Linked DNA regions of Mus musculus: region 2 is linked to region 1. The links are chromatin contacts, called in public Hi-C maps. All regions are on one chromosome and are shown on one strand. The core of a region is the stretch at or near the end of the contact, and the rest is flanking DNA. Distances in the headings are between cores, read along the strand shown. Region 1 holds the start of Ly6d (lymphocyte antigen 6 complex, locus D). Region 2 has its middle 18 kb from the start of Ly6h.

Region 1 (4,848 bases), core at 426-2,925:
TCTGCCAACATCTCCAAGGGGGAAATTAGATCTCAGCCCCAGACCCCGGAAGCTGTGAACCAGGACCTAGAGGGCCCATGTTCTCAAAGCAGTGGCTCCGCATGAAGTGGGTACGGACAGCAGACAGTGAGGGAACTGATGGTGCCTGTGCCCATTCTATGTGTAACTGCCTCCAAGTTCCAGCCTGGCCACCTCCAACAGGACCCTTGTTGAGTGCCTCAATACCCACAAGTGCTCCTGCCACCGGAATCACAGAGTCTTCTAAGGACAAATTTAGTATGTGGCTCTTTTATACTTCTATAGAGCACAGCTGGGAACAGACAGCTGACACATCCTCCTAGCAGATCTTCCAAGGACAAAGACCCTTCTCACCATGGATCTCACAGATCCAAGACCCAACATGAAGGCTGAGGTCCCTGGGAGCAAGCAAGCATGCCGATACATCCTCCTACCCAGGGTGTAAGTGTGAAGCCTGTTGCACCCTGCTCTCAATCTCAGGCCCAGACTCCCCATTTCTTGTCTGCCCTTCATTCCCAGACCCCAGAACTCCACTGAGCCCAGGAGTAGCTCCAAACCTGTTTTTCCAGCAGTTTTCCAATGACTCATCTTCCCCTGTTTGCCAACTCTTCTGTCACCGCCCTGTCACGGAGTCCCAAGTTCTGTTCCCAAGGCTCAGAACCACCCTCCTATCCCTCTGCCCACTCATTCTCCCTATGTCTGATGTATTCAGGGAAGAGGGGCTGGAGCTGTACGGGCCTTTCCAAGGAAGCAGGGACCCTGAATTTCAGGCCTTTCCTGTGGCCTTCCAGGTGCCATAAGCAAATCCAGGGGAGGCAGATATTACCTAGCAACACAGGGGAAGGCTTGGGACAGAGCTGGACCTTCTCCAGGGGCTCTTATCCAAGTGACTTCCAGATTCCAGGTCCTGCCAAGTCCAAAACCTGCCTCAAGAAGAACCACATGAAAGTTCTAAGGACACTTGTCCGCTGACCCCAACAAGTAGCCATAGCTTTGCTTCACTTGATCTGGGATCTTCATAGCCCTAACCTGGCCATACCCAGCACACACAGAGACTCACTTCTCTCTCCTGACCCCACAGTCACCTCCACAAGGACCATTTGTTTCCCCTGGGGTTGGGTCCTTGATCCAAGTCCCCACTGGGTCAACGATGCACTGAGCCCAGAGCAGAAGAAGGTGCTCTGCGCCTCCCAACCTGTAGGTATTGAGACTTCCAGCATAGGCTGTGACTGAAAGAGTTACCCAGTGGTGATTAGATGCCGAGAGTAACAGACAGAAACAGAAAGGCAAAGACAAGGTGACCCAGGTACAGGCACGCAATCCACAAGGAAACGGAGAGCCAGAGAGAGCGGCAGAGACAACAGCAGGAGGGATGGAGACTCAACAGCATCCAGTGTCTGGAGCAAGAACCAGAATGGTCTGCCAGGCTTCTGACCACAGCCAACCCTGCTCAGGAAGGCTGCGGGGCTGAGGGGACCAGGCACTCCAGTCCCTCCAGGTGGCAGAAGCCAAGCCTGTACTGAGGGCATGGGGCCAGGAAGGGTGGGGTGGACCTGATTTGCATGCTGCTTTCTGGCCTGCCCTCGATCCTCCCACAGCTCCTGTCTCATCTATAAGATCTGGGGAGAGAAAGGGTCCCCAGTGCTTCCAGATGATGTTTAGGATGAAGACAGCTCTGCTCGTCCTCCTTGTCTTGGCTGTGGCCACTAGCCCAGGTGAGCGGCTGCACTTGGGGGCTGGGAAGGGGTGGATAGCTTTGTCTAGATGCTAGACACTCATCCCTAGGCAGGCTGGGCTTGACAGAATGTCATCAAATGAGGGAAGATGGAATTTAGGCTCGGAGAACGCTAGGGGTGCTTGGCTCTTAACATTTAAAACAAAATGAGTTTGATATCTTAACTCACCGGATCTTAAAATCACACTATTTCAGAATCAGGCAATTTTTGCACTAACTCTTAGAAAAGGGGCATTTTGAGAGAGAGGAGAGCTGGAGATATCTTGAGAGGTTTCCCTTACTGCCTTTGCCACCTCTTATCTGTCCTGGGCAACACTAGGGTGGTCAAGTCCCTCTTTCTCCGGGCTCTTCAGAATTCAGACCTTTGGTGTGGAGGACACTTAGCAAAGACCAGGAATCTCCTGAGGTTCTTGAAAAGTCTCTCTTCTCCGTACTCCCTCTGCTTTCTCACCTCTGCCCAGGGGTGGCACTGACTAGAATGTCCTCTCTAGGGCTTTAAGGAATATCTAGACACCCTCTGAGCCAAACACAGGCACGAGCTTTGTGGCATCTGGGGCAGAGGTTAGGGTGACAAATTCCGAAGGCTCTGGTTGGGGCAAAGACCTTTACTTGACTGACTCAATAACCCTCATCCTTCAGCCTGGGCACTTCGATGTCACGTGTGCACCAACAGTGCCAACTGTAAGAACCCTCAGGTCTGCCCGTCCAACTTCTACTTCTGCAAAACCGTCACCTCAGGTGAGTGGCAGCCCAAGTCCCTCAGGGCCAAGAGATCAGCCCTAGGCTTGATCCTGGGAATGGGCCAGTCGTGGTGAAAGTGGTGGTCAAGAGTGGGTGATGCTCGGTGGGAGCCAGGGTACACTAAGTCAGGCCTGATGCCCTTTTCCTTTCTGTGTGCAGTGGAGCCTCTGAATGGGAACCTGGTGAGGAAAGAGTGTGCAAACTCATGCACCTCCGACTACAGCCAGCAGGGCCATGTCAGCAGTGGTTCCGAGGTCACACAATGCTGCCAGACTGACCTATGCAACGAGAGGCTGGTCAGCGCTGCACCTGGACATGCCCTGCTCAGCAGTGTCACCCTGGGCCTGGCAACGAGCCTCAGCCTGCTCACTGTTATGGCTCTCTGCCTGTAATGTACTGCTTGGAATTTCCCTTGCCCCTTCCCTTCTAGTCGTCAGTGTCCCCACGGCCCATGCTTTAGCCATGATGGAGGCACCAGGCGCTAAGGCTGGGGGATACCCTTCAAGGCTGGGGCTGGGTCTTGGTGGGCACCAAGAGCTGATGACATATATAGCACAGTGCCTCCCCCAGGACAGGAAGATGTGGCTTGTGTCCCAGCATGGAAGATGGGGGACAGACATGCTTCCACCCCTCTGATTTTGTACTTGTTCCAGTTATTTTTTTTCTACTTGGAAATAAATGATCTAACAATACTGTGGCTGTGTGGAGTCGTGAGTGGGATAGTAAGTTTTCTGGTACATGTTACCCTGGGCAAGCCTGGGCAGCATGCAGTAGCTCCTGGCACTGGACCTGAAAGGCACCTCCATCTTGGAAGGGGCAAACTCTCTCCAAGTCCCATGTGGGGAGGAAGGACAGTGTACCCAGGCCTCAACCCTGAGATTGTTTCCCCAAGGTTCCTCATAGAGTTTCAAGGGCACTGCACATAGCCAAGGTCCAAGGTGAGTCCAGCTACCAGGACCTCACTCACTCCTTAGGGACTCTTCCAGATGAATGTATGTTGGGGTGGGAGGTGTGACTCAGTACCAGCTGACGAGATGCAGACTAGAAGGGCCCTAAGCAGAGTACAGCCCTAGAGACCGTCTATCTAGGCCCACTGCTTGCTTTCCCATGAAATAGGTTCCTGATGCTGCCTAGGCCCTGGGTGCTACTTAGATTTCTGTAGTTTCCTGAATAGGGTGAGGCCGTGTGGTTGGATAAGGTACAGGTATTCAGCAGATATCCAAACATGCAGTCCTCCTTGCTGCTAAGCAGGCTAGCCCGTTCCACTGTAGCTACTATCCTGCATGCCCACGAAGGTGGGCCTATATGGCAAACCCTGCCCTTTGCAGATGACAGTGGTATAGTGAGGGTCCCTCTTCTCTTTATGCACTTACACCCTGATCCTTAAAGAAGACTAAACACCCTGCTTCCGAAAGAGGGCTGTGAGAGGTGGCATATGATCGAAACTCCCTAAGCCACCAAGCCTCAATGTCTAGGTAAGCTACTGCTTGGTCTGGGGTGAGCCCTGGTACCTCCACCCAGTGAGTCTCTTTCTCTGGGCCTCTCCAGGTCCTCACGTAGAGCAAGGCGCTGACTGGATCTGCTGAGCCTGGGATATTTTACACAGATTCCCACGCCCAGCCACCATTGTCTGTAATGGAAGCTGGTCTGCTCTAGAGCCACCACCCTGTCTACCAGACACTGTAGGACATTCATCTACCATGAGCAAGAGAGATGGAGGGAAAGGCAAGAAGGAACATGCCCCAACCCAAGAAATTGGGAAACTTTCTAAGAGACACGGGAGACACCCTGCATTGGCTGCTGTGTGGTGGCTGTTCCCTGTGACTGCCATACCTGGAGCTGAGGGCCAAGCCTGGTGCCAGTGCACCCCCTTGTGGTCAGCAGAGTCAAGCGGCGGAAGACACCTGTTAGGAGGGAATTCTTTGCCAGGCTAGCCACATTCCATTCGCAACACTTCCCGCTCCTCTCTGCAGGTGCTCTGCAGTATTCTGGGCATAGAAGCTACCTGCACATGGGAGTTAGGCAGAGAAGAGGGCTAGTGAAGCCCAAACTGAAGTTCTAACCATTTCCAAGTGTGGAAACAGTCTGGGAGCTGGGAAGTGACTCCTAAGTGCCCCCCTATCAGGTCAGGCATAGGAATGCTAGTGATGAAGACCCTTGACAGCTCCCTGGAGACAGGAAAGGATGTAGTCCCACCCCAGAAATCAGGAAGCCCACAGACCACCTAGCTCCAGGATGGAAGGAAGAACCAGTGTCATCAGCTGGGTCTATGATGGCTTGCCACAGCTGACATGTAGAGGACAGCTGTTGTGTGTCCTTTTCTGGTGAGATATGAACCCCAGACATGGCACTGA
Region 2 (4,593 bases), core at 1,352-3,851, 790 kb before region 1:
GGGGGGAACCAGATATTGAATCCCTTCCTCACATCACCCACTAAAATGAATTCCAGGATCAAGGGAAGGAAATGCCAAGAAGGAAGCTGGAGAAGGGCCTCCCTGTGACCTGTGCACAGGGTGAACTTCCAAAAGAAGATACAAAAAGAGCAAATGATAACAAAAGGCTAGCTAGTGACAATCACAAGCTAAAAGCTTTCATTTGTCAAAACCTTAAAGAAAGCAAGAGGATGATTTACAGTCTGAGAAAAGACACTGGCGACAGAGTAACTGATTGAAGGCAACATTGATAAATAACTGGCGGCCCCTGGAAGATGAGGACCAGAGATCTGGTGGGAATGGCAGAGGCTTGGCAGCACCCGCAAGTCACAGAACAGGTCTCCAGTATGGAGGTCTCCAGTTTCACTAGTTGCCAGGGAAACAAACTGCAGACATGAGCTGTCCCTGCTGGATTAACAAACCTGGGAGAGCTGACAATGCCATGCGTTGAAGATGTGATTTGTAGCCTTGCCTGGGATTTTCAGGTCAGGGACAAATTGTACAGCCACCTGGGAACACACAGTACCTTCTGGAAAGCTGAGTGATTATGTCCCCCAGGACCAAGCCATTCCTTGCCAGCATATCACCCAATAAAGATGTCCCAAGTGTGTTGTGTATCAGAGACATGTATTTGATGCTTGTAACTTCGCCGTTCATAAGAGAAAAAAAAATCCAGAAAAGGGCCCATCAATAGGAGAAAAGTGTTAATAAATAGTGATGTCATCACACAGTGGAATACTACATGCCAGGTGCAAAGGACAGTGTGCACAGCACGGATAACTGTCAGCAAAGCAAACTGTGGACAGAAGGTTCAGAAGATTCACAAGCCTGCAGCTGAGAAGTTACTCCACAGTGCTTTATAGACCTGTGGGAGGGGACTAGGAACGGAATAAAACAGAGATTTGGTCTGGGTTTCTACTCAGTGTTTTTTGAGACAATGTATCATGAATTGTAGGCTGAATCGTCCTCCCAGTCGTTACATAGCTGAGGGTTGTGATCCTTCTGCTTCAGCTCCCAAACGCTGGGATCGCAAGCCTGCACCACCACATCCAGTTGTGTGCTGCTGCAGGTTAAACCCAGGCCTTCAGGCACAATAAGCAAGTAATCTAGCAACTGAGTCACATCCCCAGTCTTAAGATTATTTTTGAAACGGGATCTTCCTGTTTTGTTGTTCAGCTCCAGGGTAGCTGAGATGAAATGTTTAGCTTACTGTGCCTGACTAGACCTAATAAAATTTCCTTCTTCCATCTAGCATCTGTTCAGGATCAATTAATTAATATATCCATCTGTCATTTCATCTCTTATTATCAACCTTTCTGCCAATTATCTATTATTATCTCTGTATATATTAAATTATATATCATCTACCAATTATCTGTTATTTGTTATCTATCTATCTATCTATCTATCTATCTATCTATCTATCTATCTCCATTTATCTGTCATCTACCTGCCCACCTTCCTACCTATTGACCATCTATCATCTATGTATCCATTATCTATTTGTGGCGGTTTGATGAGAACTGTTCCTCTCAGGCTCAGGTTTTGGAACATTTGAGGTGGTAGTAGGGAGGTGCAGCCTCGAAGGAGGCAATATGCCACTCTGTGTGTGTGTGTGTGTGTGTGTGTGTGTGTGTGTGTGTGTGTGTGTGTGTGTGGTGTGTGTGTGTGTGTCTTTGGGAGCTTTTAGTCTGCTTCTCTCCAGTTTTCTCTCTGTGTTTTGCATGTGTCTGGAGATGTGTTGTTTCCTGCTTCTGCCAGAGAGCCTGCTGCTTGCTGCTATGCCTTTTGGGATTCTTATTCCTCTGGACCCATAAACCCAAAATAAACTCCTTCATCCCTATGCTTCTTTGGACTATGGTGTTTTATCAAAGCAACTCTTTCTCTCCTAAGTCGCTTTGTTGTTTTTTGTTTGTTTGTTCTGTTTTTTTTTTTTTTTAATCACAGCAACAGAAACAAAACTAGGTGAGGGACTGGGGCAGTGAGGCCACTTAGACCCTTGTGTTCAAGGCCACTAAGGCTCTAGATTGGAGAGGGACATGAGGACGACAGAGGGTTCTTGGATGCAGATGCCAGCTTCCTGGGAGGGTGGGCTCTGGGGAAGGTTGGAAGGTGCCCTAGCTATGGGCTAGACCTGGGCATGCCTGGTCACTATCTTGGCCCAGGGAACCTCAACCAACTCTGGCATATCTGAGTGATAAGGACAGGAGTGGGCTGCTGGTTTAAGCCCCAACAAGGTAAGGTATTCAGCTCGAGCTTTGCCTGCCCTTTTCTAGACATTCTTTTTTGTTCCACGTGTTTGTTTCAGGTGCTGCTTGGCACTGAGTTCCACACCGGTTTCCCTGGAGACGCTCACCAAGATGTTGCTGTCTTTTGGCAGGGATGGCTTTCTCCTGGCTCCCTCTTCCCAGTGAGCAGTGTGCTGAGGGGGTTTGTTCAGTAGCATCTGGGTTGCTTCTTGATTGTGCAGATGACTTTCAGGTGGCACTGTGTAGACACCTCCTGTGTGTTGTTATGGTGCTCTGGACGCTCGCACCTACCCACCCCCTGGGAGAACATGCTCAGCACAGCTGGCTGAGGTGGAAAAGTCAGGTTTCCCCCTTTTTGTTTTGAGACTTGCACTATTAGAAACCAGCCAGGGGTCACTTTGATCAGCGATGCCCTGCTGAAACACACACAGCAAAACACACAAATAATTTCCTAATCTCACTCTTACTATTGGCCTTTAAGAAAACCAGATTGTCCAATAACCCTGGGAGAAGGGAGGACAACAGCCCTCTCCTGGAGGTGTTGAAGGTGACCTATTTCACTAGTGGTGGTGGGGGCCCCTATGTCTGCTGAGCCATCTCCTGGAGGAGTGGGCCCTCTGGTGTCCATATGAGGGATGGCAAGTGATCTTCTTTAGCCACTGCATGGCTATGAGCAGTCTGCCCCATTAGGAAGCACAGACGTAGCACTACTTCCTGCTCTGCTTCTTGCTCAAGTTCAGCCTTACATGAGGGGTTAGGTAGAGACTCAAAGCCCCCAGGAATATCTGAAGGCTTCTGTGGGTGTACCTCAGGTGGCTCACCAATGCTACCAAGCCACTAAGTTGTGTACACTCATGTGAGGCTGCTCTAGAGTTCCTTCCATATGTGTTATCCTCTTGGCATATTTGTTGGCTCACATCTGACCTGGAGCAGGCTGCAAGATGTCCATCACATGTGGACATTAGCACAGACAGAGTCTTGAGCCAGAGCTAGACCATGACACTCCCCTCATGGGCTCTTCAGCATTGAACCAGCACTTCTCTCGAGAAACAATGGGGTGATAAAGACAGCATTGCAACATCCTCTGAGCAGTGGCTCCAGGTGCTCAGTGAAGAGAGTTGCTAGGGTGCCATTCACTGATTCTGGGATTATCCAGGTAAGCCCCTCTTGGCTGGGAAGCCAGGTCTGCAGTTTCTCCACTACTGGTCCTTGGTGAGCCTGGGATCGGGGAAGGAGGACTGGAGAGTTACACTCTTGCCCTGGGGATCTCAGAGCTCTGAAACATCCCTTCTGTTGGCACAATTCCCCTTGGGGCTTGTCTCACTTGGATCTCTAAAGAGCATCCATTCCAGTTCTTCCATTTTACACCACCCCCCATCACAGGACTCACAGGCAAAGAGACACTGAGTGGTTCTGCTGCCTGGCAACAGCCACAGAGTCAAGTCTCAGACAAGAACAGCTAGCTCTTCAGGAGCCTTTCTTAAAAAATTTTATTTAATTAATTATTTATTTATTCATGTAATGTATATGAGTACACTGTAGCTGTCTTCAGACACACCAGAAGAGGGCGTCAGATCTTGTTACAGATGGTTGTGAGCCACCATGTGGTTGCTGGGATTTGTACTCCAGACCTTTGGAAGAGCAGTCGGGTGCTCTTACCCACTGAGCCATCTCACCAGCCCCATCTCTCCACCTGTAATAAGGAGCACGGAGTCCCAACACTGCCAGCTGGTCACATAGGCCATGTTGGCTGGTGGCACAAGTGTGAAGGCATAGATCTCCACCCCCATGAAGCCCTCCAATTGAACTTGTCTCTTTCTCTCTAATGTCAGGATTTTGGTCAACTGTCATGATGCTGGGCATTTATACTGACTGCACTTGGAAGTCTGAAGCAGGAAGATTAGGAGTTTGAGACCAGCTTGGCTATATGGCAAGACTCTGTATCAAAAACAAAACAATAAAACAAAACTAAGACCAAGTAAACAAAAGGCCAAGGGCCAGGGCTGGAGTGGTAGATCTGTGGTTAAGAGCCCTGGCTGCTCTTCCAGCAGACCTAGCTTCTAGTTCCAGAACCCATACAGTAGCTCGCTACCATCCATAATTCCAGTCTGAGGGGATCCAATACCTTCTTCTGACCTCCATAGGAGCTGCAAACATGTGGTGCACAGACACACATGCAGGCAAAGCACTTGTGTGTACACGTACACATGCACACACCCTTCAGTTAACTTCTTTTACAGATTCATTCTCCTTGCAGTACTGAACCACAACGTTTTTTCTGTTTTAGAGATTTTGCAGTTTATTT

What was found. A called contact is a pair of places that touch in the nucleus more often than the background predicts.
Region 2: a contact with region 1 is called in a Hi-C map of cerebral cortex, with 4 times the contacts expected there. A contact is called at or near these places in 1 of 39 promoter capture datasets (hippocampal neurons) and 1 of 484 Hi-C or Micro-C datasets (cerebral cortex).

Annotation. Positions count from the first base shown.
Region 1 is chr15:74,760,394-74,765,241 of GRCm38.p6, reverse strand. Ly6d (lymphocyte antigen 6 complex, locus D) reads left to right here and starts at 1,675. Exons shown (of 3, transcript NM_010742.1): 1 at 1,675-1,733; 2 at 2,393-2,491; 3 at 2,654-3,186. The coding sequence starts at 1,682. The coding sequence ends at 2,886.
Region 2 is chr15:75,547,374-75,551,966 of GRCm38.p6, reverse strand. No RefSeq gene overlaps it. Among named protein-coding and RNA genes, the nearest start is that of Ly6h, 18 kb to the left of the region's middle.